Linked DNA regions of Mus musculus: all the other regions are linked to region 1. The links are chromatin contacts, called in public ChIA-PET, HiChIP or PLAC-seq, Micro-C and promoter capture Hi-C maps. All regions are on one chromosome and are shown on one strand. Each heading gives the region's core, a stretch centred on a gene start, on an enhancer-like site or on the middle of the called end of the contact. The rest is flanking DNA. Distances are from core to core; before and after follow the strand shown. Region 1 holds the start of Cbl (Casitas B-lineage lymphoma). Region 2 holds the start of Oaf (out at first homolog). Region 3 holds the start of Jaml (junction adhesion molecule like). Region 4 holds the start of Mpzl3 (myelin protein zero-like 3). Region 5 holds the start of Kmt2a (lysine (K)-specific methyltransferase 2A). Region 6 holds the start of Ift46 (intraflagellar transport 46).

Evidence for each region. A called contact is a pair of places that touch in the nucleus more often than the background predicts. ChIA-PET counts read pairs in DNA pulled down with a chosen protein or histone mark. HiChIP or PLAC-seq counts read pairs in DNA pulled down with a chosen protein or histone mark. Capture Hi-C pulls out chosen DNA fragments and counts their contacts.
Region 2: a contact with region 1 is called in a Micro-C map of embryonic stem cells, with 7 times the contacts expected there. The contact joins the promoter of Oaf here to the promoter of Cbl in region 1. A contact is called at or near these places in 1 of 39 promoter capture datasets (erythroid cells), 1 of 484 Hi-C or Micro-C datasets (embryonic stem cells) and 2 of 115 datasets of contacts at active chromatin or transcription factors (extraembryonic endoderm stem cells and microglia).
Region 3: a contact with region 1 is called in an RNA polymerase II ChIA-PET map of memory CD8 T cells, with 15 read pairs. The contact joins the promoter of Jaml here to the promoter of Cbl in region 1. A contact is called at or near these places in 1 of 39 promoter capture datasets (liver) and 1 of 115 datasets of contacts at active chromatin or transcription factors (memory CD8 T cells).
Region 4: a promoter capture Hi-C map of adipose tissue shows a contact between it and region 1. The contact joins the promoter of Mpzl3 here to the promoter of Cbl in region 1.
Region 5: a contact with region 1 is called in an HNF4G HiChIP or PLAC-seq map of pancreatic cancer cells. The contact joins the promoter of Kmt2a here to the promoter of Cbl in region 1. A contact is called at or near these places in 2 of 39 promoter capture datasets (both in liver), 1 of 484 Hi-C or Micro-C datasets (CD8 T cells), 1 of 115 datasets of contacts at active chromatin or transcription factors (pancreatic cancer cells) and 1 of 9 other capture datasets (liver).
Region 6: a contact with region 1 is called in a promoter capture Hi-C map of adipose tissue. The contact joins the promoter of Ift46 here to the promoter of Cbl in region 1. A contact is called at or near these places in 1 of 484 Hi-C or Micro-C datasets (embryonic stem cells), 4 of 115 datasets of contacts at active chromatin or transcription factors (bone marrow-derived macrophages, effector CD8 T cells, memory CD8 T cells and 1 more) and 2 of 9 other capture datasets (adipose tissue and pancreatic islet).

The regions. Positions count from the first base shown.
Region 1 is chr9:44,231,653-44,235,718 of GRCm38.p6, reverse strand. Cbl (Casitas B-lineage lymphoma) reads left to right here and starts at 1,673. Exons shown (of 16, transcript NM_007619.2): 1 at 1,673-2,019. The coding sequence starts at 1,831.
Region 2 is chr9:43,237,888-43,241,953 of GRCm38.p6, reverse strand. Oaf (out at first homolog) reads left to right here and starts at 2,138. Exons shown (of 4, transcript NM_178644.3): 1 at 2,138-2,647. The coding sequence starts at 2,381.
Region 3 is chr9:45,076,797-45,080,862 of GRCm38.p6, reverse strand. Jaml (junction adhesion molecule like) reads right to left here and starts at 1,680. Exons shown (of 11, transcript NM_001005421.4): 1 at 1,567-1,680. Mpzl3 (myelin protein zero-like 3) reads right to left here. Exons shown (of 6, transcript NM_001093749.3): 6 at 3,426-4,066.
Region 4 is chr9:45,053,077-45,057,142 of GRCm38.p6, reverse strand. It overlaps Mpzl3 (myelin protein zero-like 3), which reads right to left and starts at 1,962. Exons shown (of 6, transcript NM_001093749.3): 1 at 1,825-1,962. The coding sequence starts at 1,900. It overlaps Mpzl2 (myelin protein zero-like 2), which reads right to left. Exons shown (of 6, transcript NM_007962.4): 6 at 3,100-4,066.
Region 5 is chr9:44,879,219-44,883,284 of GRCm38.p6, reverse strand. It overlaps Kmt2a (lysine (K)-specific methyltransferase 2A), which reads left to right and starts at 1,996. Exons shown (of 36, transcript NM_001357549.2): 1 at 1,996-2,436. The coding sequence starts at 2,011. Gm39326 (a long non-coding RNA gene) reads right to left here. Exons shown (of 4, transcript XR_870694.3): 2 at 582-3,793.
Region 6 is chr9:44,770,921-44,774,986 of GRCm38.p6, reverse strand. Ift46 (intraflagellar transport 46) reads right to left here and starts at 1,978. Exons shown (of 12, transcript NM_023831.3): 1 at 1,814-1,978; 2 at 1,203-1,299.

The DNA of each region.
Region 1 (4,066 bases), core at 424-2,923:
TTTTTTTTCTAGGTAGAAAATGATAAAAATCTGGGCAGAGTGATACATGCCTATGATCCCAGCACCCAGGAGGCAGAGGCAGGAGCATCTTTGTGAGTTTATGGCCAGTCTGTTCTACATAAAGAGTTCCAGGATAGCCAGGACTACATAGAGAGACCCTGTCTGAAAACAAAAACCCCAAGCTCAATACCACCAACAAAAACAAAACAAAGAAATAAAAGGCAGGCTATTGACATGAAATGATAATACAGGTTCAAAAAGGTCTTAAAGATGACTGACTTGCAGCCGGGCGTGGTGGCGCACACCTTTAATCCCAGCACTTGGGAGGCAGAGGCAGGTGGATTTCTGAGTTCGAGGCCAGCCTGGTCTACAGAGTGAGTTCCAGGTCAGCCAGGACTACACAGAGAAACCCTGTCTCGAAAAAAAAAAAAAAAAATGACTGATTTGCAACCCAAAGTTGTGGGACTGAATAATTCTGGTGTTCAGAGACTGTTTTCTTTCTTCAAGTACTGGACAAGTTCAACAACCTACCAGCCAAAGGCTTGGTGGCAGAACTGAGTACTTAATGTCACCAAATGGTTTTGGAGCTAAAAAAATATTAGCAAACCAAGGTTGGGTACTTTCTTCTTCTTTGGAAAAGAAGTTCCTATTTTCAAAGTACTTCTAGTGAAGTCTGAAGATTAGGGAAGTGAAGGTGTCCGGGAGCTGAATTTCTGTTCCCTCCATGCAAGTGGCTCACAGCCTCTGTGGGCGGGGCCTCGTGCCGCCAGCGCATTCCGCTGAGCAATAGAATATCTTTAAAGTACATATTCAGTTCCCAGAAAAGGAATTGCTCTTCAGAAAGAAAAAGATCAAAAGGAAGTTACTTGTTTTAAAAAGGTTAAAAAGTCTGGAAGAAGCGCGTGAGACGCGAGTGTCCTTAACCTTAAACCTTTATGTGACTTAGTCTGCAAAAAGCTGCAGCAACTGAATTCCCAACCTTTGAGGGTTATAAATACCAAGGCGATTTTTAATCCCTGCGCTCGGGAGGTAGAGGCATGTGAATCTCTGTGAGTTCAGAGCCACCCTGGTCTACACAGCGAGTTCCAAGGCAGCCAGGGCTACATGGTGAAACAAGATGGTGGAATAGGGATATAGCTCAAGGTGGGGTACTTGTCTAGGATGTGTGAGGTCGTAGGTTCAATTCCAATCACCACAAAAATAAAAACACTAAGGGGAAGAAAACGAACTTTGGCTTTCTTTTTCCATCTTTCCACAAGATGAGGCAGATAACTCGAAGCTCAATATCCACATTTAGAAGACTCCTTCCATCCCTACCCGTCTTAATCCGAGCACAGCCATGACTCAACTCCCGGAGGCAACAAGCCCAGGCCACAACGAACATGGACGGCCAGGCTTCTCTTCTGCCTAGTGCGCAGGTTCTACCTTGGACCCCACCTCTTTCCTTCCATTCCTCTCTTCTCCAGCAGAGGGCGCAGGCACTGAGTTTTCTTTGGGCTCCGCCCCGCCCGTCCCAGTGGGTCAGGGCGGGAGCAGTGGGCGCGGAAACTTGGTCGAGGCTTTCCGGGAGCCGCGGGGCACGCGGGTGCACGCGAGCTCGTGCGCGCGTTGGGGGTCGCCGCGGCGTGCCGTGCTTGCCCGTCTCCGGCGCGCGCCCCCGCGTTGCGCCGGCCGCGCTCGCGCCCGCGCAGGGGCGCGCCTCAGGGCGGGCGCCTCCCTCTCACTCCCTGGGCTGCGAGCGCCGGCGGTGGTTGCCGGAGAGGCCCCTCCTTCTCGCCCGGCTCCATTCCCTCGCTCGCGGCCGAGCGGGCTCCCGACCCTCCGCTGGCCATGGCCGGCAACGTGAAGAAGAGCTCGGGCGCCGGCGGCGGCGGCTCTGGGGGCTCGGGAGCGGGCGGCCTGATCGGGCTCATGAAGGACGCCTTCCAGCCGCACCACCACCACCACCACCTCAGCCCGCACCCTCCCTGCACGGTGGACAAGAAGATGGTGGAGAAGTGCTGGAAGCTCATGGACAAGGTGAGCGGCCTGCGGGCGCGCGCGGCGCCGGGTGGGCGTGGGCGGTGGGGCGCCAGGGAGGGCTGCCGTTGGCAGTTGGGAACGTTGAGGTGTGGGGGAGCCAGACAAAGATGGGGTGGGGGCTGGGGGAGGGCTGGTCACCGCGCCACCCGGGCGGAAGTGCGATGGGGGTGCGGAGCTTGGGGATGTGGGTCGTCGAGTGAGCCCCGGGAGGTGGGCCTGGGGTGCTGGGGGTGGGATGTGTGTTGGATCTGCCGGCTACGGCTCCGGGTTTGGAAGAGGAGTCGCCCTGGGTGAGGGACTTGGGTTCAGGAGGCGGCCCGGCTGACTGCGGTCAGGGTGAGCTTATAGTTTTTTCTCATTAAGATGTAGCACACAGATCAAAGAAAAAGAGGTGGGTTTAAATGGGGGCAGGGAAGGAAGGAACTTCCCTTCTCCGCTAAGGATGGCTTAAGTTTTTGTCTTGCAAAGTGTTGGATGTAATCCATCGCTGCTGCTGAGATAGGCACTGGTTAAACCACAAGTTCTGGTTAGAACCATTATCTTTCGAAAGGTGGACTGACTGAGCGTGCTGAATTAATAGTCTGACTTCTACAGAACTTCCTGCTTGCTCTCGGTGCTTTTCGCTGGGCTGTAGTGTTTGATTTTTGTAACGGGCCTACCTGCTTATTATTTAAGACCCCTTTGATAGCCATTATAAAATCAGGTGCGGGGGTGGGGTTGCCTATGGTTAGCCCTTTAAGTCTGTCAATCAGGAGAATCTTACTTCCTTACAGTTGAGCCTGTATAATGTAGTCTTGTAGTTGGCCCCAGTACTTAAACGTGAATACACAATCTTGTCTTAACATTTTGTTGGAAGTCAGTGCTCTGTTTCCTTAACTCTTACCACAGTTATTATTTTTTTCAACATTCCTACTGCAGATAAATGTGATTAGGAGGCCCCGGCATGTAAGTGAATGGTGTTATTTCCTCCGGAGTAAATTTGGTTTTCTTTGGTTCCTCTCTGGGCCTAGGTTCCTCTTCTGTAAAGTTCTCTATGGGTTGTTTTGGACTAGAAACAGCCAATAAAATGATTATGAAGCACTTGGCCAATGTAACTGCTATATAAATGCTTAATAAGTCTTGTGTGAGAATTAACACTCTTGCACTCCATACCAGGTTTCAGAGCCACTTTTCCAGGGCTGACCCCCCCCCCCCTACATTAAGTAATTTGAATTGTGGCAGCCCCCCTCCCTGGTCCCAGTTGATATTGCAATTAATGGCATAAGTATGCTGATTATTTTGGTGTTGTGGAACTGACTTTATTGAAAAGATATGCTGATACCTTGTTTTTCTTTTTAAAATATTTGACTACTTTGGATATTTTGTGTGCATGTATGATTGTATCACATGCATGCAGTCAGATGTTGGGTTCCCTGGAACTGGAGTTATGGGTGCTTTCGAGCCAGATGCTGGGAATTGAACCTGTGTCTTCTGCATGAACAACAAATGCTCTTAACCACTGCACAGTCTCTCCAGGCCCAGTATAACCAAGACTGTCTGGAGATGGCAGGGAATGTAACCATTTTGTTTGTTTGTTTTCTTACTCACATCCCTCACACTTCTCCTGGTCACCCTTCTCCTGGTCACCCCTTTTCCCCAATCCCCCTCCCCTTCATTTCTGAGCAGGTGGGTGTCCCCCTGGGTATCCCCTTGACTCTGTCACTTGAAGTCTCTGTAATCTCTCCCACTGAGGCCAGACAAGGTGCTATGGAGCCTGGGGTGGCTGCCTCCTGTGGCCCAGCAGAAGCCCTGGTGGAGTGATTAGGACACCAACCCACCCACAGAACTTTTGACTCAACATTCATCCATGTTAGTTTCTCAAGACAAGCTTTCACTATGCATCTTCAGGCCAGTCTGGAACTCACAGCAGTCCTGCCTCAGCCTGTCAAGTGTTGCCTAAATCCATGTGTTGACATCTTTACAAAAATATTGAATGTCTTTACAGTTTGAAGTTTGTAGGTTAACATTTTGGGAGATTAACTGTTGGGGACTCCTGGTAGAGAAA
Region 2 (4,066 bases), core at 889-3,388, 990 kb after region 1:
GTGGCCGGCCAGTTTGAGAAGCCTAGCCAGGGCTACATAGAGTAACCCTGTCTCGAAAAACAAAACAAAAACAAACAAACAAGAAGAGAGATTAGGTTGAAATGGAGAAGGACTATTCACAGGGAAGATGCATCTTCCATCTGTGTTTCCAAGCCACAAAGTCTGAAGAGAGAAATAGAGACTCTTCTTGGTTCTTGTTGGGGACTGGGGGTTGGGGGAGGTGGGTATCTTTGGACTCGGGGGAGGGTCCGGGGCCTGGGACAGAACCAGTGATGATGGATGGGACAGGACCCGAAACAGAGGAAGTTAGGAAATTTGGGTGAGGCCCCTAATGACTATGGAACTGACTCATGGGGGCACTCCCAGCTCGAAGGCCTCTTTGAGATCTAGCATCCTGTCAGGCAAGAGGCCAGCTCTGAGACCCCAGGCAATTCGGTGCTGCCAGCTCAGGCTCTAAGACCCCAAGGAAACAATCCAGTTATTGTCTGGCAGCCTGCCCCAACTCCCCAGAGTGAGGAAAAGATACTCCTCGAGCCAGGTGCTTCCCCATAAAGATGCTGTCAAGGACCAAGTGTCTACCAACCTCTGGCTTATCAAGCACCACACTGGACCTTGTTGCCAGGGCTGCCTCCCTGTCCTCTCCCAGAAAGTCTGAACCTATAGGCTTAAGGATCCTGGAAGCTGTGTCATAATGAATATCAAAGTGACAGTTGAAGTAGGGCAAATTTAGGAAGCCCCGAGTGAGATGGAGGACATCTTTTTTTAATTCTCATTTTTTTATTAGGTATTTTCCTCATTTACATTTTCAATGCTATCCCAAAAGTCTCCCATACCCTCCCACCCACCCACCCACCCCCACTTTTTGGCCCTGGCATTCCCCTGTACTGGGACATATGAAGTTTGCAAGTCCGATGGGCCTCTCTTTCCAGTGATGGCCGACTAGGCCATCTTTTGATACATATGCAGCTAGAGTCAAGAGCTCCGGGGGTACTGGTTAGTTGATAATGTTGTTCCACCTATAGGGTTGCAGATCCCTTCAGCTCCTTGGGTACTTTCTCTAGCTGATGGAGGACATCTTAAGTCCCCTTCAGTCCTATATGTGTTCCAAAGGACGGGCTCATGCTAGTTGGGGGTGGATCATGTGCTAGAGATCCCCTAGGAAGGAAAGATGAAGGGGGTGGAGTGGGGAGGCACAGTTTCAACCATCTGTCATCAAGACCCTAGAGACCACAGGGCACCTGGAACAAACAGAAGTGGCAATGGACAGGAGAAACAATGGTCCTGGCCATGCCCAGGGGGCCTTATCTCCAGGGACGCCCAACCCTCTGTGTTCACTAGCAGACAGTTAGGCTCAAACAATTTTCAAAGTATGCTTGTGTGTCACCAACCAGAGGGGAATCCTGCTCCCCAAGTCTTCACTCAGCTTATTGGAGTCTCTGGCACAGCAGGAGTGTCTTTTTGTGGCCCTTGATTGGTGCTTCCGTTATCGGAAAGAGCAGAGGCCCTGAGCGGTGGGCTGGGCTGGAGAAAGGCTGACTGAACACAGGAGAGAAAACTGAATAACGGCTCATAAAGTGTTAAGCTCCTTGATGGCCGCATCCAGATTGGCCGCCTCACTTACAAAAACAGCTCACACCTGATGGATGCACAGATGGCCCTCAACCCCTAATTGCACTCCCCGACCTAGGAAAAGACCAGAATGCTAGGTGAGGCCTGATTTTTTCCCCCAGCCGCTTTTGAGAAATTCGCTGTGTCAGAGAAACTAAAAGACTAAGCAAAACCTCTGAAAACCCAAGCCCGATTATTTCATCCACGTGGCACCAGAACAAGCCAGAGGGGTGTAGGGGGCGGGGGAGTCACCCGTCCCGCCCTTAATGGGAGGAAGGGATTTGCCCGGAGCGCAAACTCTGGACAAGGCCCGGCCGGTGACGGGGCGCGGCGGGAGGGAGGGATCCAGAGAAAGCCAGCCTAGACCACAAAGCGGCTGAGCCCCGTGGTCCCCAATCCCCGCCCCTCTCTGGGCCACTGCGGTCCCTTTAAGGGCCAAGAGGTGCGCGGTCTCTTTAAGGCAGGTCCTGGTGGTTTCTGTTTTCTGAAGGAAGTGACGGGGGGTGGGATTGAATGAAAAGTGCTGAACGGAGTCCGGAGCTCAGGAATCGGGGCGGCTAGGGGACACGCACGGGGGGCGCCGTCCGGGACTCGGGGTGCGTGGCTGTACGCGGCCCACGTGAATTCGCTGCACGTCGTGGGGAACCTCCGGGTTGAGTCTCCCCTCTAGAAGTAGGGGACTGCCGGGAATCCCCGAACCGGACCCCCAACTTCGAGCAAACTTTGTAGGCGCGTCTCCCCTCCCCCACGCGGCGCGCCGGGGGCCCCGGGGATGCGGCCCCCTGGCTGCCGCGACGTCCCCTCGGCGCGCCCCGCGCTGCCGCTGCTGCTGCTGCTGCTGTCGCCGCTGCTGCTTGGGGCGCTGCACGGCGTGGGCGCGGGCAGCGGCGCTCCGGCCGAGCTGCGGGTCCGAGTGAGACTGCCCGACAGCCAGGTGATCGAGGAGAGTCTACAGGCGGACAGCGACGCGGACAGCATCAGCCTTGATCTGCGCAAACCCGACGGCACTCTCATCTCCTTCATCGCGGATTTCAAGAAGGTGAGGTACCATCAAGAGTCCTGTCCCACCCACCACGGAGGGCGGGCAAGCTGTCGGGCGTCCCAGGAACCCTCAAGCCCGCAGAAGAGAAACGCAGTGCCGAAAGGGGAACGTGACATGCCCAAGGTCACCTCTCTAACTCGCTGCCCACTCTCTGGCACCCAGATCCCGGTCTTTATTCTCTTTCGTGAACCCCTCTAGCTTTTTTGTTGCTTGGCTCTGAGTAACCAAGGCCCTTCTCACGCACTGACCGGCTTCAAAGCCCGCTCCCTCCTCAGCACTCCAAGCTGACACTCCGACAAAAGTTCTTGTTAACAAGGCCTCCTTTCTTGCCACTGCCTCTGTGACTAAAGGGGAAATCCACAGGTGGCAAGAGGACCTTGGGCTCTCCCTGTTGTGTTGGTGTGAAGTTAGTTTCCCTTACTCCGCTGTTCTTTGGCAAGGAAGCGGTTTCAAGACCTCCAGCCTGGAGCACCATTCCGGGATCGCTTTCCCTGCAGAGCTGTCTGCCCTTGGTCCCTCCCAAGTCTGGTAGCAGCTCTCCTCTGTAACCTGAAGGGCTGAACTACTTGGGAGCCAGAGGACCTAGGCAGAGTTGGGGGAAGGGAGGAGAGAAAAGGGGAGGTTCCCCTCAGTTGGAAAGGGTGGTCGGTGTCTCCGCCCATGCCTGACAGGGGCTGGTGAAGTCCACAGTTTAGCTGCCCCCCTCCCGTCCCGTCTCTCTCTCTCTCTCTCTCTCTCTCTCTCTCTCTGTCTCTGTCTCTGTCTCTGTCTCTGTGTGGGTGTGGTGGTATGGAGAGAAGAAGAGATGTTAGAGTTATCCAGAAATGGAACTCCAGGGTGCTGAGTGACGGTGACCCAACAACAGAAATCTCTGAAAGAAAAGACAGTGAAATGCCACCCCAGTCATCCCAGGAGCCTAAGACAGGAGGAACACAAGTTCAAGGCTATACAGAGCTACAGAGTGAGACCTTATCTCATGGTTGGGGGGAGGAGAGTCTTCTAATCATCCACTCTCAGCTCTTCCCCCTAAAAGGAGGCATTGCACCCCTCTGTCTTTGGGAGAGGAACAGAAGTGACGAATATCCAGGACTAAATAGCCATCCCTCCTCTTCCCTCCTCTCCTCTCCCCTCCCCTCCATTCCAAAACTGAGAGTTATTTGGAGACCTTGGAGGGAGAGGGGGCAGAATTTGGGCAGCCAGCTAGGGATCCTGTGAGACTGTCATGAGCATCAGAGGTACCAGGGAGATCCAGTGTTGGGTAGAGTAGAGGTGAGCCTGGACTGATGTTCTAGCCCAGGCCCAGGGAGTCATCCTGACCAAGGACTTAGCAGAATGGTAGCCCGTGCTTGCCACACAGGCCCAAACTGGGTTCTTACATGCAAATAGGGCCAATGAGCCAGTGTGTGGAGAAGGGGA
Region 3 (4,066 bases), core at 431-2,930, 850 kb before region 1:
TCAATTTCCTGAGTTGGTGGCAAATATTCAGAATTTGTGTGTATACACACACACACACACACACACACACACACACACACACACACACACACTCATACATCATTTAGTAAGGGGGAATATTGTCATCAGGAAATTCCATTCTGTGACCATCCCAGAGTACACCTACGCAAACTAAGGTTAAGATGCTGCTAGGTTATATAATCGTATAGGACTCCTGTCTGTGCATTGTCAACTAAAATGTTACTTAGCACATGACTACACACACACACACACACACACACACACACACACACACACACACACACGTATATTTTAAAACATATGATTCTCCAAAATTCTGAATTCTAAACACACACAAATGAAATCTTGGCTTTTAAAATCCCAGCAGACGTACTCAGAGTCGCCTTGCCTGTTAAGCTATCCTCCCTACCCTGCTCCCTTTCTGGGTACTGACTTAGCTCAGCAGACAACCTTCAGGTGATACCACACAGTCAGTCATTTCCCTTGCTGGCAGAGCATCTGACCCAAGCTCAAGGCTCCTCCACAGTGACTCCTGGCAAAAATCTCCTATCAGTCCTAGGGTGTGTGCAACCACCAGGAACTCTTTCCTACAATTAACAATGAATAGAAACTTTCCCCCTGGGTATAATTATGGCAGTGGAGGGAAGCTTCCGAAAAGAGACTTGTAACAATGAGAATGCCACACAGAATATGAAAATGGCCCTCAGATATGACAATATTGCAAGACAATGGGAGAGCGGGGACTGTCTCCTAGCCATTTGCCCCGGTAATAACCAAGACCATAAAATCAGACAACTGTGTGACATTCTTAAGCACGCCCCTCTCCGCTGCCATGCTAAGTCCCCTGCTCGTTCCTGTGCACTTTTGGGCTCTCAGAAATTTGTAAGTTCACAAGTCCTCATAGCCACCCTGCGTGATACAAACCTCTTGAAATATGCCCTTGACTTTCCCTCTAAGACCAAGTAATACAGATTGGGTGGAGGGGTGCTTCGTGGCTTCTGAAACACAACCTAGGTTACATGTACTCAGATGGGACCTTGGGAACATCCCTCCCTGTTCCCTCCAGCCCAGCATGCATCTAGTCACCATCCGGCCTGCATCTGCCTTTCTGGAGGCTATGTCAGGGTGTGATGAGTAAAGACAATAAATAGTCCGAGTCTCTTGGGAAACTGCCTTGGTGACGTATCCAGATCAGGGAGAAAACAGTGAGGTAGGAGTCCTGCCATGAGCTCAAAAGCAGTCACGATTCTGTCTCAAGCCATCGGCAACAGGAAAGCTAGACCTTCTAAACAACCCCGTCCGTGCTTACCACAAGCAAGGCTTACTTCTTTCTCTGAGAACCTTCACACAAAGTACACTACAGACACTAAAGCTGCACCTACTGGTCTACCTCACAGCAGCCCACCTGCAGAGACCGGGAATTCCATGCACGGCCTCCTCATCCTACAGCAATGCCCATCTCACCACCCTTCCTTTGAATGACAACTGGCCATCTCCTCAGAACAGCTCAAAGAACGGCTCACAGCACACAAAGTCACTGCTTACCCAAGATGACAGTGCCCAGGAAGAACAGTCCACCGCGATCTCCTGCCACAGCATCGCCCACACCAACTGAGAGACTTCTGCCAGCACAGGAGATCAGGCTCAAAGCAACACAGATGTGCATGCCTTCTGTGGTGGCTGCGGAAACAGAAACAGGAACCTCCCAATCAAGGCTCTCCATTCAATCATCTAGGTCACTGCTCAATTTGCATTTATATTTCCATTACTTTTAAATTATGGGTTTTTTTTTCAATTTTACAAATGGTATTCAATGTATTGTGATGGTCATATTCACCCTCATCACCCTCTCTTATTCCCAGTTCATCCCTGCTGATCCTCTTCCCAGCTAGTCCTATGCTTGCTTGTGTGTGTGTGTGTGTGTGTGTGTGTGGTGTCTGTGCATAGAGGGTGCACTGTGCACCTATGTGTGCCTGTGTATATGCATGCATGCATGTATACATGTGTGTGCCTGTGTGTACAGTGTGTGGGCATGCTACTGTGTGGTGTATGTACATGCATGTGCGCTGATGTGTGTATGTGGGGGTGATGCCTGTGTACATGTGTACATCTTTGCCTATGTGTGTGCCTGTGTGTGGTATGTATGTGAGCTTGAGTGTGCCTATGTGCCTGCAGTGTGTGTGTGTGTCCCAGTGTGTGTCTATGTGCATTGTTCATTTGTGTGTGTGTGTGTCCATGTGTGCCTGTGTATGTGCATATATAAGTCTTCTGCAGGTAGCCACAGCTGCTGTGTGGACATGATTACCAGGGCCATGTCCTATCCAGAAGCACGGCATCCCTGTCTTCTGGCTTTGACATTCTGCCTCCTCTTCTGCGATGTCCTGGAACCGTGGAGGGGTTGACACAGTTGTCCTACTTGCAGTATGTATAGTTTTTTTCTAGAAGGAAAGACTTGCAGCTCACTCAGGTGAGCCTCATATCTCAGGTCCCTGCAGATGTCACCTCCCTTCTGGATTACAAACTCTGCAAGCAAGATCTCAAATCAGCCAGGCCTAGTGGTGTATGCTGGACATCTCAGCACCCAGAAGGCTCAGGCAGGAGGAGCCAGCCTGGACTACACTGTGAACCCCTTATATCTAAACAACAACAAAACAACAACAAAAATCTTGACTGGCAAGAGGCATTTGCTGAGAAATCAGCTTTATGTAAATAAAGCACAATTACTTGGAGAATAGAAAACTTGAGGCTGTGTTTCGGACACAGAAGTTTCACTTCTTCTTCTCTTACTGTACAGATGCAGCCTGGCTGATTGATCACCTTTAGCTGCTTCCAGAGATTCCCCTGGCCAGTGCTCCGCCCACCATGTTGCTGTATAGGTTTCCTCCGACTGTGAGGGTTGCCATCATACAGAGAGCAAGCTGTTCTCCTAGCAGACCCTTTGAGTGGCTTGGCCATCTTGGGGAACAACTCAGGCCATCCTGAATGCCAGATCCTTCTCTTTTTCAATCATCCCTTCAGACTAAGCGTTCTTATACATACACATCCATCCCTTGTTCTATGGATTGACCCAGTAGAACAAAGCCTGGGTAATGCTCATCTTTTGAAATTTGTCCTGTCCTGGAAACTGTTGAATGTTTTCTGGCCCCAAGGACTATGCTGCACGGGCCCTGTATAAATATTCCCAGTGCGGTGTATTTCATGCCCACCAGTTTGCCACTGGGTTCACAAAATTTCTAGAAATGCACTCATCAGCTTCTGCTATGTGAGCTGGTTCCAGCACACCACTGGATCTATGCAGGATCTTGCTGGTGGTGCAGCTCAGACAGTTTTCTCAATGCTGAAAACCACAACAATCCCCTGCACAAGGTACTTCTCATTTTAACATAGTTAGACACGAAAAGGGTAGCCACAAGGTGCAAAGAAGTTTATTAACTACAGTGCAGTAAAGCTTCCATGAGTCACAATGTCTGTGCACAAAGCCTTACAGTTCATACTCTCCTGCAAACAAAAAGTCTAATTTAATTTTAAAAGTCAGTGAGAGACAACGGTGTGGAGGCCAACACCGGAGTGGGCACTTCTGGCAGCAAAGTTGTGAGCTGTGCAATTAAATAAGAGCTTTGATCTACTCCATGGATCTTCTTAGAGTCCTTCTTCAGAATGGGGGAGCCCAGCAACACAACAGAACATTCTGGATCAAGATGTGGCCTCCAGGTTTTCTGTTGTTGTAAGATATACATATGCACGCACACATGCACACACATGTATATATGCACATAAGCAGGATGGGAGAAGGGTAGGCAACTTTTCCTTCTGAAGTCCCACTGCTGACTTGGGCACTGCAGACCGCTAAGATGTCCTCAAGTGACCTGAAATAACAGGTCACAGAGGGAAAACAAAGTACGTTATAAATTCACATTTTGTAATAGTTTTAAGAGTCCACCGCGTAAAACTCAGAAGGTGATATAACCATAATGAAAGACTTAAATCCTCTTTCCAGACAATGCTATAATGCGCTGGGGTTTGAGTCCACAGAGCATCAAAAAGG
Region 4 (4,066 bases), core at 713-3,212, 820 kb before region 1:
TGTATTTTAGTGAATGAATAGGCCTGTGAACTACCCACCTTTGTTTTTTTATTTTATGTGTCTGGGAATTCTGCCTTTATGTGCAGCACTTGCATATCGGGGGTCTATGAAGGCCAAAGAGGATATCTGATTCCCTGGGATTGGAGTTACAAATCATGGTAAGCCATGACGTCAACTCTGTGACTCAAACCAGAGTCCTACAGAAGAGCAGCAAATGCTCTTAACCACTGAGCCAGCTCTCCAGACCCCTGGTTTGTTTGTTTTAAAGGCAGAATGTAAATCTATTCAAAAAAACCTGGAGGAGTGGGTGAGGAGTTTAAATCTATATCTTTAATAGGTTTCTACACAGTGATCAATAACTTTAAAACTATTAATAGAATGTGTCCATACTTGTACAGATCAGAGGCAACTCTATTGAATTGGTTCTCTCCTTTCACCTGTATGTAGAGTCTGAAGATGGAACCAGGTCTTTAGGCTTGCAAAGCAAGCCCCTTTACCTACTGATCTCACCAGCCCTCCAGAGTTAATTTGAACCATTTGTTTTGCTAGATTTGACACCTGCTCGTATATGTGAAATGACACTAGATCTACAAAAAGACACAATTTCTAGGATCTTTTTTTTTTTTTCTCATTGGGACAATATGTGGACATTTCTCCCTCCACAGCCCTGCTGTGTGTGTGTGTATGTATGCATATATATATATATATATGAGTTTATATGAGGTGACAGTAGGCCTGGCTCTGTTGTAAAAAGAACTCAGAGGGAAAACTGGACATTTATGATGACATAGGTAGCTGGGAGGGATCAGGGAGTGTGCTGGCAACATGCAGATTAGTCACCAGATAAACAAAAACCTCCTCATCTTACCTGATGAGACTCAGCCACCTAATACTTACACAATATTAAAGACCCCTTTCAGAAATGTCCATTATTTTCAGAGAAATGCTACAATACAACAATTCATTCTAATGCTAGCTATACCAGTATTCCATTTCTTAGGAAGACACACACACACACACACACACACTAATCAAGAGAATATTCGCATTTCAAAATGAAGCTAATTAGTTTGGATTGAAATTTAGAAATTGGAATAGCATGAAAGTAAAATTATCCAAACCTTACAATAGTGTCATTATGGCAACACTGTACTGACAATAGTTAAAAGATTCAAGTTTCAGAAGAATGGCTATGACTTTTCTTATACTTCAGAATGTTTAGAAAGTCCTAAGGTGCCTTTTCTTCAGCAATATGCCTGCTATAAGAAAAATCACACTATAACTCTTGTCTAAAATGTTTTATTTAAAAGCCCCTGAAATAAAATCACTAAGTCATGATTTTCCTTTTTTCCTCTTCTTCTTCTTTCTTCCTTTCTTTTCTTTTTTTTTTTTTTTTTCCTTTTTTTCCCTAGCCCTGATTGTGTCTCTCAAAATAACTGGAACACGAATTGCCCGGTTTCCGACCAGGGTGTAACAGCAACTCAGAACCCTGGCAGACAAGCACAGAGAATCTCACAAGAGCAGTGAGTGTCCGCCAAGCCTGTGCTCGCTGTGGTTTCGTCAAGGCATCATCAAGGCGGTGTCAAGTCTCACAAGGTGGTCGGGCTCTGAGAGCTGAGGGGAACCAACTCTCCGCAGTGGGAGGTGCTAGCCGGGAAAGAAAACCATCCCACACCCCCTCCTTCCCTTCCTTCCTTCCTTCCTTCGCAGAAGCCGAGCGGGGGCTTTTCTGAGACCCCCCAACCCGGAACCGGAAAAGCGACCATCTTTCCTGACCCCCCCGCCCCCTGCCGGAAGTGGAGTCCAGCCAGCTGGCGCACTCACCCTGGACGACTAGGATGCTCAGCAGTGGAAAGAGAGCGCAGCCACGGCCTCCTACTGTTCCTCTTGCCAGCTGCATCCCGACAGCTCTTCCGATACTTACACACCCTCTTTACGCCTCCCGGGGACCATGCAGGTGGTGCCGGAAGTGACGTCATGTCGGGAGTCACCTTTGAAAGAGCCGTCCCGGACCCAACCTCAATCAGGGACAAGGATTGTTACTAGAATCGTACCCGGTTACCCTCATCAGCGGTTCTTTGACTCTCAGGAGGATCTGATTGCGCTCTTCTGCTTCAGATTGGCTACAGACTGAAAAAACAGTTCTATTTTTATGGAATTCCAGGGAACCAGGCTCGATCCTCCGACTGTAATCCAGAAGTTATCTCTCTAGAATATCTAAGTTGAACCCTCACAAAAGATTCTCATACATTTGAAGTTCAGGAAAACGTAGGCGACCATCCAAGATCAGAATAAATATATCTTTTTTGGGTCCTTTGGTAAATACGTGCAAGCGTCGTCATTTGTGTACCTTTTAATGTAGCCATTACATCATTCAGAATTGGATGTTTATTAAATTACTGCAGTGACAGTGATGATGAAATCATTACAGTGTGTATTAAAGGAGAGGAGGAACTTGGGTTTGTGTATCTTTGCATTTTAAAAGTAAGGATATCATTATCACGGTACTTGACGTGGAATGAGACAGTCTAACATGCTCTGAAAGAAAGGGTGGAAAGGACCCCGCTTTACTGGTGTAATCACTCAATTCTCCTGGACCCGCCATGGTTAATGAAAGTAAAAGGGAATAAAAAGCCTCAGCTTTTGGAAATATTTCATAGCTGACATTTTCCATTGGCATACTTTACTAGACTTGGAAGCCGGTAGTTTTTTCTATGAGAAGAATCAAGAGTAGAAAAACAAATATCCTTGTTTCTAAAGTTCCCAAACTAAGTCAGGTAGGATGGCAAAAGCCTGTAAATCCAAGATCTGCAAGACTGGGGCAGAAGAACTAAGGACAACCTGGACTTCAGTCGTAAGACTCAGATTAGGGTTAGGTCCAAGAAATGAGTCTTCCAAATGTGTGCTATCATTTTGCCCATTTCCCAGTCCTCCAAAGCAATATGTGAAGCCTATAGAAATATAAAACTACTAGAAATTAATTTCATCAATTAATGATTGCTCTGCGTGTCTAACTCTACTATCTACCAAGAAAACTTGAGCAAAGTTAAACATCTTCCCTTGTTTTCCATTAACTGCTGTTGTGAATTTTGCAGATTTGTTTGTAAGCAAATAATAAAAATCATAGTTCTTTATTACTAAGGGTTTATTTACACAGTGATTCATGCATAATAAAAAATAAGTTACAGTACAAAAGTACTCTTAGGAAGGAGACACTGAACAAGAACCTGATATCCCATGAGTATTCAAACAAGACACAAGCTGCAAGTTCCCTGGAGACATTCTCTGTGAGTTTTTAACTACTTCATTACAAATATGAAATATACACAGGCCATCTGTTTAAAGAAATATCCAGTTGTTATATTCACAAGAGAAAATATAGCTCTAACTTGTAGCTTCAAAACTAGGTATCAAAATTTTAGACCAGGGTATGGTGGAACATGCCCTTATTCCTAGCACTAGGGAGGCAGAGGCAGTAGGATCTCTGAGTTCAAGGACAGCCTGGTCTACAGAGCAAGTTCTAGGATAGACAGAACTATATAGTAGTGAGACCCTGTCTTAATTTTTAAGGGGGGGGGAGGGAGAGAAATAAAAACAAAACCTTTTTTAGGCATTTTAAAAAGTGGAACAAGATGTATAGAATGAATTTCAAGACCAAAATTTATATTTAAATTATGCCAATTTGTTTGTAAAGACTGGGTAAAATTACAAGATCCAATATGTAGAAATAGAATCTTTTGGAAATTCCAGTTTGTTAAAAAGAAATAGTCTGTGTGGCCCAGTCAGTGAAGACTAAACCATCACATCGCAAAGATTCACCCTGGACCTGAACTTTTAGATGGTCTCTGTTCTCCAAACAATGCTAGTGTGCACAGACCATGTAACCAGACACAAAGAAGAAAGCCATCCCTCTTCTTTCCATAGGCCACTTGAAAAGTTTGCTTTATACTCAAATAAAGGGAAAAATAAAATTGGTTATTTCCATTTAGGTAGTCTTTGGCCCATGGCAAATTCTCCTTAAAGTAAGGTGAATTAAAACCAAAAGTATTTTAAATAATCTCTTCCA
Region 5 (4,066 bases), core at 747-3,246, 650 kb before region 1:
GGATGCTTGAGGGAATCCACGTGGTCGCCAATCTGTAACTGATCAGAGCAGCTATACTGAAGCAAAACCCCAGAGCCTAACGCAAAAATACATTGCAATAGAGAAACCGTCCACAATGGGGTGTGTTATGTCCTAAGCAGAGTCTTGGGGCTGCTGTTTAATACCCTTTCGCAGCTCCCATCCTCTCGGCGCCTAGTAAGCCACGAGAAGCAACAACGGAATCTGGTTGTGCGTGCGTAGTGTGAATGTGCGTTTTGCAAACCATCTGGGCTCCATCCTGCGTGGTTGGAACGATGATCGATCCCGGACGAGTTTGGGGAGTTGGGGCTTGACTATGTCTCCTCCCCTTCTCTGTTCCTTTCCTCGCTCCCCCCCCCCCCTCCCCATTTTCTCCTCAGGCACAGACGTCTCTCCGTAGGAAGGACGTAGATTTTTCAGCACCAGGAGGCCGTGGACCTCTGGAGGCGTGCAGTACACCCTCCAGTGGGCTGGAGCTGGTTGCTACCTGCCTTACTATGAACCACCCTGTCGTTCCCAAATCTGCCACCCGGGGAGGTCCTGGTTAGAGCAGCGCCGGGTACCGGTGCGGGAGACCTGGACGGCTGCATGACCTTCCTGCGAACTCCACCTCGGCTGGGGGTTGGGGGAGATGGAGGCTGCTCCGGGTCTGCAGGCAGTGTATCGATCCCTAAGCCTCAGCCAAGGCAAATTCTTCGGGCAGCAATCTCTCCCTCCCTCCTTGGCTTTTCCATCCCCGCAGGCTTCTAACGCCTCGCTGGAGGCGCCGTCTCCCATTTCCTGCAATAAAGTAAATCCCGTGGATATTCACCCCACCATCAACCCCCGGCACTGCCCTACCCCTCTTCCCTCCCTCTCGGCTTGCTAACCCTGTGTATCATAATGCCCTACGCCGGGCTTCAAACCCCCCCCCTCCCAATCATGAGAAATGTGCTGGCGAGCCCCCTCCCTCCGTGTGCATACATTAGGGTCTGCTTTGCATGCAGCGGCAGGCTGGAAGCGGAGGAAGAAGGGGCGGGGCGCCTTTGCCCGCCTCTTCCCTCCAGGCCCTGTCCGTTAGCCACCCAGTTTCAGCTCCGTTGTAACGCCAGGTCGTTTGCGGAGCGCACGCTGTGGCTCCAACGCCTGGACTGGGAAAACACACCCCAACTCCGGAGAAGGGCACGGAAACCAGAAGCCCCTCACCTCCCTCCAGCGCACAGTGGAGCGAGGAGGTGGCAGAGGCCGACCACACGGTTGTGTGGATTTTGGAAAGAGCTCCAAGCGTGAAGATGGGAGGGGCTCCTCTTTTATTGGATTTTATTTTTTTAAGGCGCGTTCGCCGAGAGCCTTGCCATTTTGCATAGAATCAATTGGGCGACGCTTGGGTTTTGCATGGAGTACAATGGAGCTTTCTGGATTCTAGAAGCGTTCCATAAGGGCTAAGCCCGCCGCTCTCCAAAGCGGCGGAGAAGGCTCGCTCCTCCGGGGACCCAGCAGCCGCGCCGCACTGGAAGCGGTTCTCCTGGGCCGCTCAAGTCCCTGCGCGTCCCGGGAACGTGTGTAATCGGCTTCTCGGCTCTCTCGGCTGCGGGCCACCCGCTCCCTCCGCCTCCATCCTCCCGCCGCCCTCGCCCCCTCCCCCCTCTCCCCGGAACCCGCCTCCGCTCCGGGCTCCAGGGCTTCCTTCCCCCCCTCATCTTCCCTGGCGCTGCCGCTCCCGGAGGGCGGGGCATGCACTTATCCAGGTTGCCGGGCGGGAGGAGCCGGGCCCGGGGCTCGGCATAGAGCAGCGGCCTCCGGGCGGCGGAGGCGGAGGCCAGAGGCTCATATGCAGATTGCAGGGCAGGCGGGCGCCACCCGGCGCTCGGCATAGCGGGCCGCGGGGTACGGCCATCTGGGCGGCGCCAGGCGGGTTAGGCAGGTTCCGGGGCCCGCCGCTCCCCCCCCTCCGCCTCCCCGCCCCCCTGTGTTGTCGCCTCTCCCTCTCGCTGCTTCACTTACGGGGCGAACATGGCGCACAGCTGTCGGTGGCGCTTCCCCGCCCGACCCGGGACCACCGGGGGCGGCGGCGGCGGGGGGCGCCGGGGCCTAGGGGGCGCCCCGCGGCAACGCGTCCCGGCCTTGCTGCTTCCCCCCGGGCCCCAGGCCGGCGGTGGCGGCCCCGGGGCGCCCCCCTCCCCCCCGGCGGTGGCGGCGGCGGCGGCGGGAAGCAGCGGGGCTGGGGTTCCAGGGGGAGCGGCCGCCGCCTCAGCAGCCTCTTCGTCGTCCGCCTCGTCTTCGTCTTCGTCATCGTCCTCAGCCTCCTCAGGGCCGGCCCTGCTCCGGGTGGGCCCGGGCTTCGACGCGGCGCTGCAGGTCTCGGCCGCCATCGGCACCAACCTGCGCCGGTTCCGGGCAGTGTTTGGGGAGAGCGGCGGGGGAGGCGGCAGCGGAGAGGTAAGGGGGCGAGGAACCCCAAGGTCCGGGGTCTCGACCCTCTGAAGAACCCCTCCCCTCCCCCATGCAGGTCTGAGGAGCATCCCAATTCTGGAAACATCCTGGGGTCCCTAACGTGGGGCAAATGGCCCTCCCATCTCAGGACCCCCGTTATGGGCTGCAGACCCCCAGGCGCCCTTACCCGAGGGCTCAGACCCTTCTAGTTGAGGGCCTTTAGCCCCCGTCCCGCCTTCTTCCCCTGGACCCTTCCCCAAATCCCTTGGCACAGACCCCCTTGCGGGGGTTTCCCATCCCGGGACTGAACCCCTCCTCCCTTTCACAGATTACCTCATCCGAGCCAGATTCCTCCCTCCCTCTGCCAGAGACCTGATCCCGCCACATCTCCGCCTCCTTCCCTGGGCAGATGTGTTACTCCTAGGGCAGTCTTCCCCCTTGGACATCTCTCGGGTGGTGGCTTCATCCAGAGCCAGGTTCTTATCCTGGCCCTTGGGAAATCCAGGTCCCTTCCTGCACCTTGCTTCTGAAAACCTGACCAACCCTCCCTCCCTCCCCAGCCAGGTCTTCACCTTGCCAGTCACTCCCCCTTGTCTCACCTCTACCACCAGCCCACTCCCACCTCCTGCACACCAGGCCTCCTCGTTCCGCCCTACCCCTCGGGGAAAGCTTTCTCTCTACCTTGTCGTTCTCATCTCTCCTGCGAAGATAACAGTGCTCTCCCCAGCGTTGTCTCTTTCCTCATCTTCCAGGGCTACGTTTCCTAGGCTGCTGGTGTCAGGGATTTACCTCCAACTCCACCCCTTTCCCTCCTTTAGAGGAAGGACCAGAGGTGTGTTCGAGGGAAAATGGTCCAGTGTTCCCCTAGGCTTGGAGCAGAGCTACTTTCTAGCATTCTCCTTGAGAGGAGCAGGGTTTCTCTCCAGCTCTTGAGAAAGGGGGCCCCGGTGAGGGGTGATGTTTGTGGGGGAACTAGGACTGCATCCTCCCAAGGGAAGCAGCTGCTCTCTTACCCCACCCACTGCGCCTGAGAGCTTGCAGCCTCTGGCCCTGGCTCCCTCCCGCCCTTCTCTTTTTCTCGTCATTTCATTATTGATCCACCTTTTCCTAGGCCAATCCTGGGTCTTGGAAGGGGGTGGAGGAAAGCCGGGTTGGAATGAGAGTAGATAAAAGGACAGTTTTGCCTTAGTGTGGTGGCGTTGGTTGTTGATGCTTTGGGTTGGGAGAAAGAGGAGGGTTATGAAGCCAAGTTAGTCTTTCTGCGATTCCTAGTGGGAGACTCAAGGTGGATGAGGTAAAGGCTGAGAACCGGGATGCTCCGATGAACGGAATTCAGCCTTTTTCAGCAAAAAGGAAAGTTGCCCTGGGAAGGGAAGTTGAGTTCAGGTTCAGTCAATGGCTATGCGCATTTGTTTTCCATTGGATGCAGAAAGGGCAGTTTGAATCGCAGGGGAAGGGGGGGGGGGGAATGTAATGGGGGATTCTAGGGGGAGGAAGAGCAGCTGCCAGGGGCTGAAGTGAAGGGGGGGTAGGGGTTTGCTGCTCTGGAGCTGTTGATTGAAACAGAAAGGGAAAGATAGCAACCAGCCGTTTCCTGCGTGCACTGCCGTTGGGGCACACAAAATATCCTGGGCAA
Region 6 (4,066 bases), core at 729-3,228, 540 kb before region 1:
AGCAGTAAACCATTTGCCTCCATCCTGCACACATGACATTCTTCATGAAGACTGTCTAGTCACCGGCCATCTTTCTTCTAAGATTCCAAGTGTCAGGTTGGCAGGGATGTGTCTTTTGTTTGCTGTTGTGCTAACATGGCACATAGCAAGCATTCAAACATGTTAGGTGAGCTGAGAATACTGGTGCACACCTTCACTCTCAGCAATGGGGAGGCAGAGGCAGGCACATCTCTGAGTTGGAGACCAGCCTTGTCTAGAATGAATTACAGGGCAGCCAGGACTATACAGAGAAACCCTGTCTCAAAAAAAGAAAAACAAAACAAAACCAAAAAAGGTTAGGTGAGGGCTGGGCGTGGTGGCGCACGCCATTAACCCCAGCACTTGGGAGGCAGAGGCAGGCGGATTTCTGAGTTCGAGACCAGCCTGGTCTACAAAGTGAGTTCCAGGACAGCCAGGGCTATGCAGAGGAACCCTGTCTCAAAAAAACAAAAAAAACAAAAAAAAAAAAAGAAAGAAAGAAAGAAAAAAAGGTTAGGTGAATAAATGAATGGCATCAAGTCTTCTGATAAAACTCTGTTTCGATTAAAGCTGGGATGGCAAGTTAAGGGCAAGTGATGAAGCATCTTAATGAATTGTTAGAAACAAAAGCACAGTGAGCCAGGCTGGAGAGATGGCTCAACGATTGAGAGCACTGGCTGATCTTCCAGAGGACCCAGGGTTCAGTTCCCAGCACCCACACTAGAGCAGCTCATTACCATGTGTAACTCCAGTTCAAGGAGATCTGACAACATCCTCTTCTGGTCTCTGAGGGCACCAGGCAGGCAGGTGGTTCACAGAAAAACATGCAAGCAAATAACATACATACACATAAACATTTCTAAAATAGTAATTTAAAAATTAAATTAAATTAAATTTAAATTAAATTAAATTAAAAAATTAAAAAAACCCAAAACACAGCGAACCTGTGCCAGAATCTACTAGCAGTAACAGCGAGTTAAAAATGACAGGGGATAAGTTTGCACTCAAAGATCCCAAAATCTGATGGACTGGTTTCTCCCTCAACTAGTGAGAAAGCAAAATCAGCGCCAAGTTAAAGCAGGAGGTCAACACTTGCTAAGAGCTTGCTGAATACAACCTGAATCCTATCTGCGCCACTTGTTTGAAAATCACCTCCCTTTTTTTTGTCTCTCATCTTCTCTTACCTTGCTGTCCTGGGGTTGGAGTGCTAATACTGGCAACCTCTTCCGAGTCGTTAATCTCTAGACGCTCATCGTATGTCTGGTTCTCAACAATTTTGGTCTAAGCAAAAGGAAATACGATTACATAGCTCCTATCATGGGATATACATCCAGCCTCGGTGCAGAGATGCATTCACCCCGATCCAAGCTTTCCCCCAAAGGAAAGTTTCCTGACCCAAGAGCATTATTTAGCTAGCATTGGCTGGGTGCCAAGAGAAGTGCAGTGGAAAACGGTATCCAACCCTTCCCAGCAGCAACCCAAAAGCTCTACATAAGATGCAGGCAGGGAAGCACAGCATGCACAGCCAGACTGCGGCCGGCCGTCCGTCTCAGGTTTGGTCAGTTTTCGCACAGCTGTTGAGGCTTCTGCCAGAGGTGGAGGGTATGGGGATGGGACAGGATGGTCCTGAGAGAAGGCAAATTCCAGCCTCGGCCCCATCCACTAATCCTCAGAGCATCACCTCTACTTCCGCCCGTTTTGAAGATAGGATCCCACCGGGTTCTCGGAGAGTCAAGGATCCAGGGCAGTTGGTGGGGCGCAGAGAGCAAAGAACGCTGGCGGGAGCACCAATTACCTGTAGCCCCTCTGGATCCGTTTCTTCTATTTGGAAAGAACCCCAGCCGAGGACTGGGGTCTCACTCTCAGGCCCAGCCACTTCAAGGATCCCTAAGTGCAACAAGCCGCCTGTTGTCAGTCGTTAGGGAAAAAGATAAATAAATCAAAACAAAGCGAGAGTCTGAAGGAACGATCGCGAGACGTGCCCCGCCACTGCGCCGCCACCCCGCCCCTCTGCTGCGGCCGGTGGTGGCGGAAGCAGAGACGCGGCGCTGGGATAGAGCGGCCCCGGGCACTAGGCGGTCTAGCAGCCCGCTTATCTATGGTTTCCGCAACTGAGTCGGTTGTGACATCTAGTGGCCAAAGGTGGAAGGCCAGGCTAGTGGATTTCTTTTCTCCAACTAGAAACTGTCATCTCAAAGACAAGGCTCATTTGGCCTACAGTCTCTCCTAGATAGGCCTAATCCACAGTTTAGACACTCTTCAAGGAAAAGTCCAAGCATGTTTAAAAGCCCTTTTATAGCATCTCTGTGGCGCGATAGCCCTTTTCCTCGCGATACCCTATGTCACAGGAGCATACTTTCTCTTCCTTCATCTGAGATTAGGATTTATCTGTGTCCTGTGTTTTTACTTGCTAAAGAAAACTATGAGTCAGGCAAGCTGGTGCATAACTGCTATCCTAGCGCTTTGGAGGTGGAGGTAGAAGGATTAGAAGTTCAAGATCAGACTCAGTAAGTAACTTGGTAAATTTGAGGCCAGCCTGGGCTATTGAGGTCCAGTTTCAAAATTGATAAAAAATAATAATAATAAAATAAAATAAAAAATAACACAGCTGGGCGTGGTGGTGAAAGAGTAGTAAACTCAGTGCTCCAAGGTATGCTAATCATAAAACAGATAGTGACATTCCTCCACCCACCCACTTCCTGAGTTCAAGGAGTATTCATTCAAAGAAAGTCACCCTGACCATTACCGGAAGCTGCAATGCAAATGTGCTATTGTTAGGGGCTCTTAGAAACTGTCTTGAGAGTTAACAATTACCAGGTATTCCTTGTGACACCTGTGACTTTGTACTTCCTTGTGACTCTTACCTGGTATTTTTGGTATTTTCCAACAACGCCCTTCCCACCTCCTTGAGTTGTGGTTTTTCTCCTTTAAATACCCCCTTACTCAGCTACTCGGGGCGCCACAGTCCTCTACCCCTGCGTGGTGTATGACCGTGGGCCCGAGAGCACTCTTGAATAAAAATCCTCTTGCAATTTGCAACAAGACCGTTTTCTCGTTGGTGATTTTGGGGTGTCGCCTCTCCTGAGTCAGAACGTGGGGGAGTCCTCATGTTGTGGGTCTTTCAGTGGCACATGCCTTTAATCCCAGCACTGAGGAGGGAAAGGCAGACGGATCTCTGAATTCTAGGCCAGTCTCATCTACAAAGCGAGTTCCAGGAAAGTCATGGTTATACACAAAGAAACCCTATCTGGAGGCCACACCACCCCCCAAAATAATAAAAGAAAAAAAGAAAAAAAAAAGAAAAGCACACTGTCTATTCTTGCAGAGGTCCTGAGTTCAATTCCCAGCACCCACATCGTCGCTCACAACCCTCTATGAGAGGGATTTGATGCCCTCTTCTGGCCTGCAGATGTACATGCAGCAGGGCACTAACCTATAGTGTTCAGACCTACAATCCCAACTCAGAAAAAGAAAAATGAGAGACTCATACGTGCTTCTTTAAAAAAGAAAATCGATACCTAAAAATTGTACAGAGTTATGGGGCATTTTGTGTTGTTTCTATACATGTGTACATTACAAAATATTCAAGTCCTAGCATTTCTAGATTCTCAACCTTTTAAAACAAACAACTTGGGGCTGGTGAGATGGCTCAGTGGGTAAGAGTACCTGACTGCTCTTCCAAAGGTCCAGTGTTCAAGTCCCAGCAACCACATGGTGGCTCACAACCATCCGTAACAAGATCTGACGCCCTCTTCTGGTGTGTCTGAAGACAGCTACAGTGTACTTACATATAATAAATAAATAAATCTTTAAAAAAAAAAAACCAAACAACTTGATGTATGATCTTATAGATGGTTGTGAGCCAGCATGTGGATGCTGGGAATTGAACTCAGGACTTCTGGAAGAATAGACAGTATTTTTAACGGCTGAGCCATCTCTCCAGCCCTTCAACTTTTCCTTTTCTTACTTGACACAAGGGCTCATGATGCTTGTGGCCTGCATCTCACTATATGGACTTGGCCTCAAACTCATAGTATCCTGCTTTTGC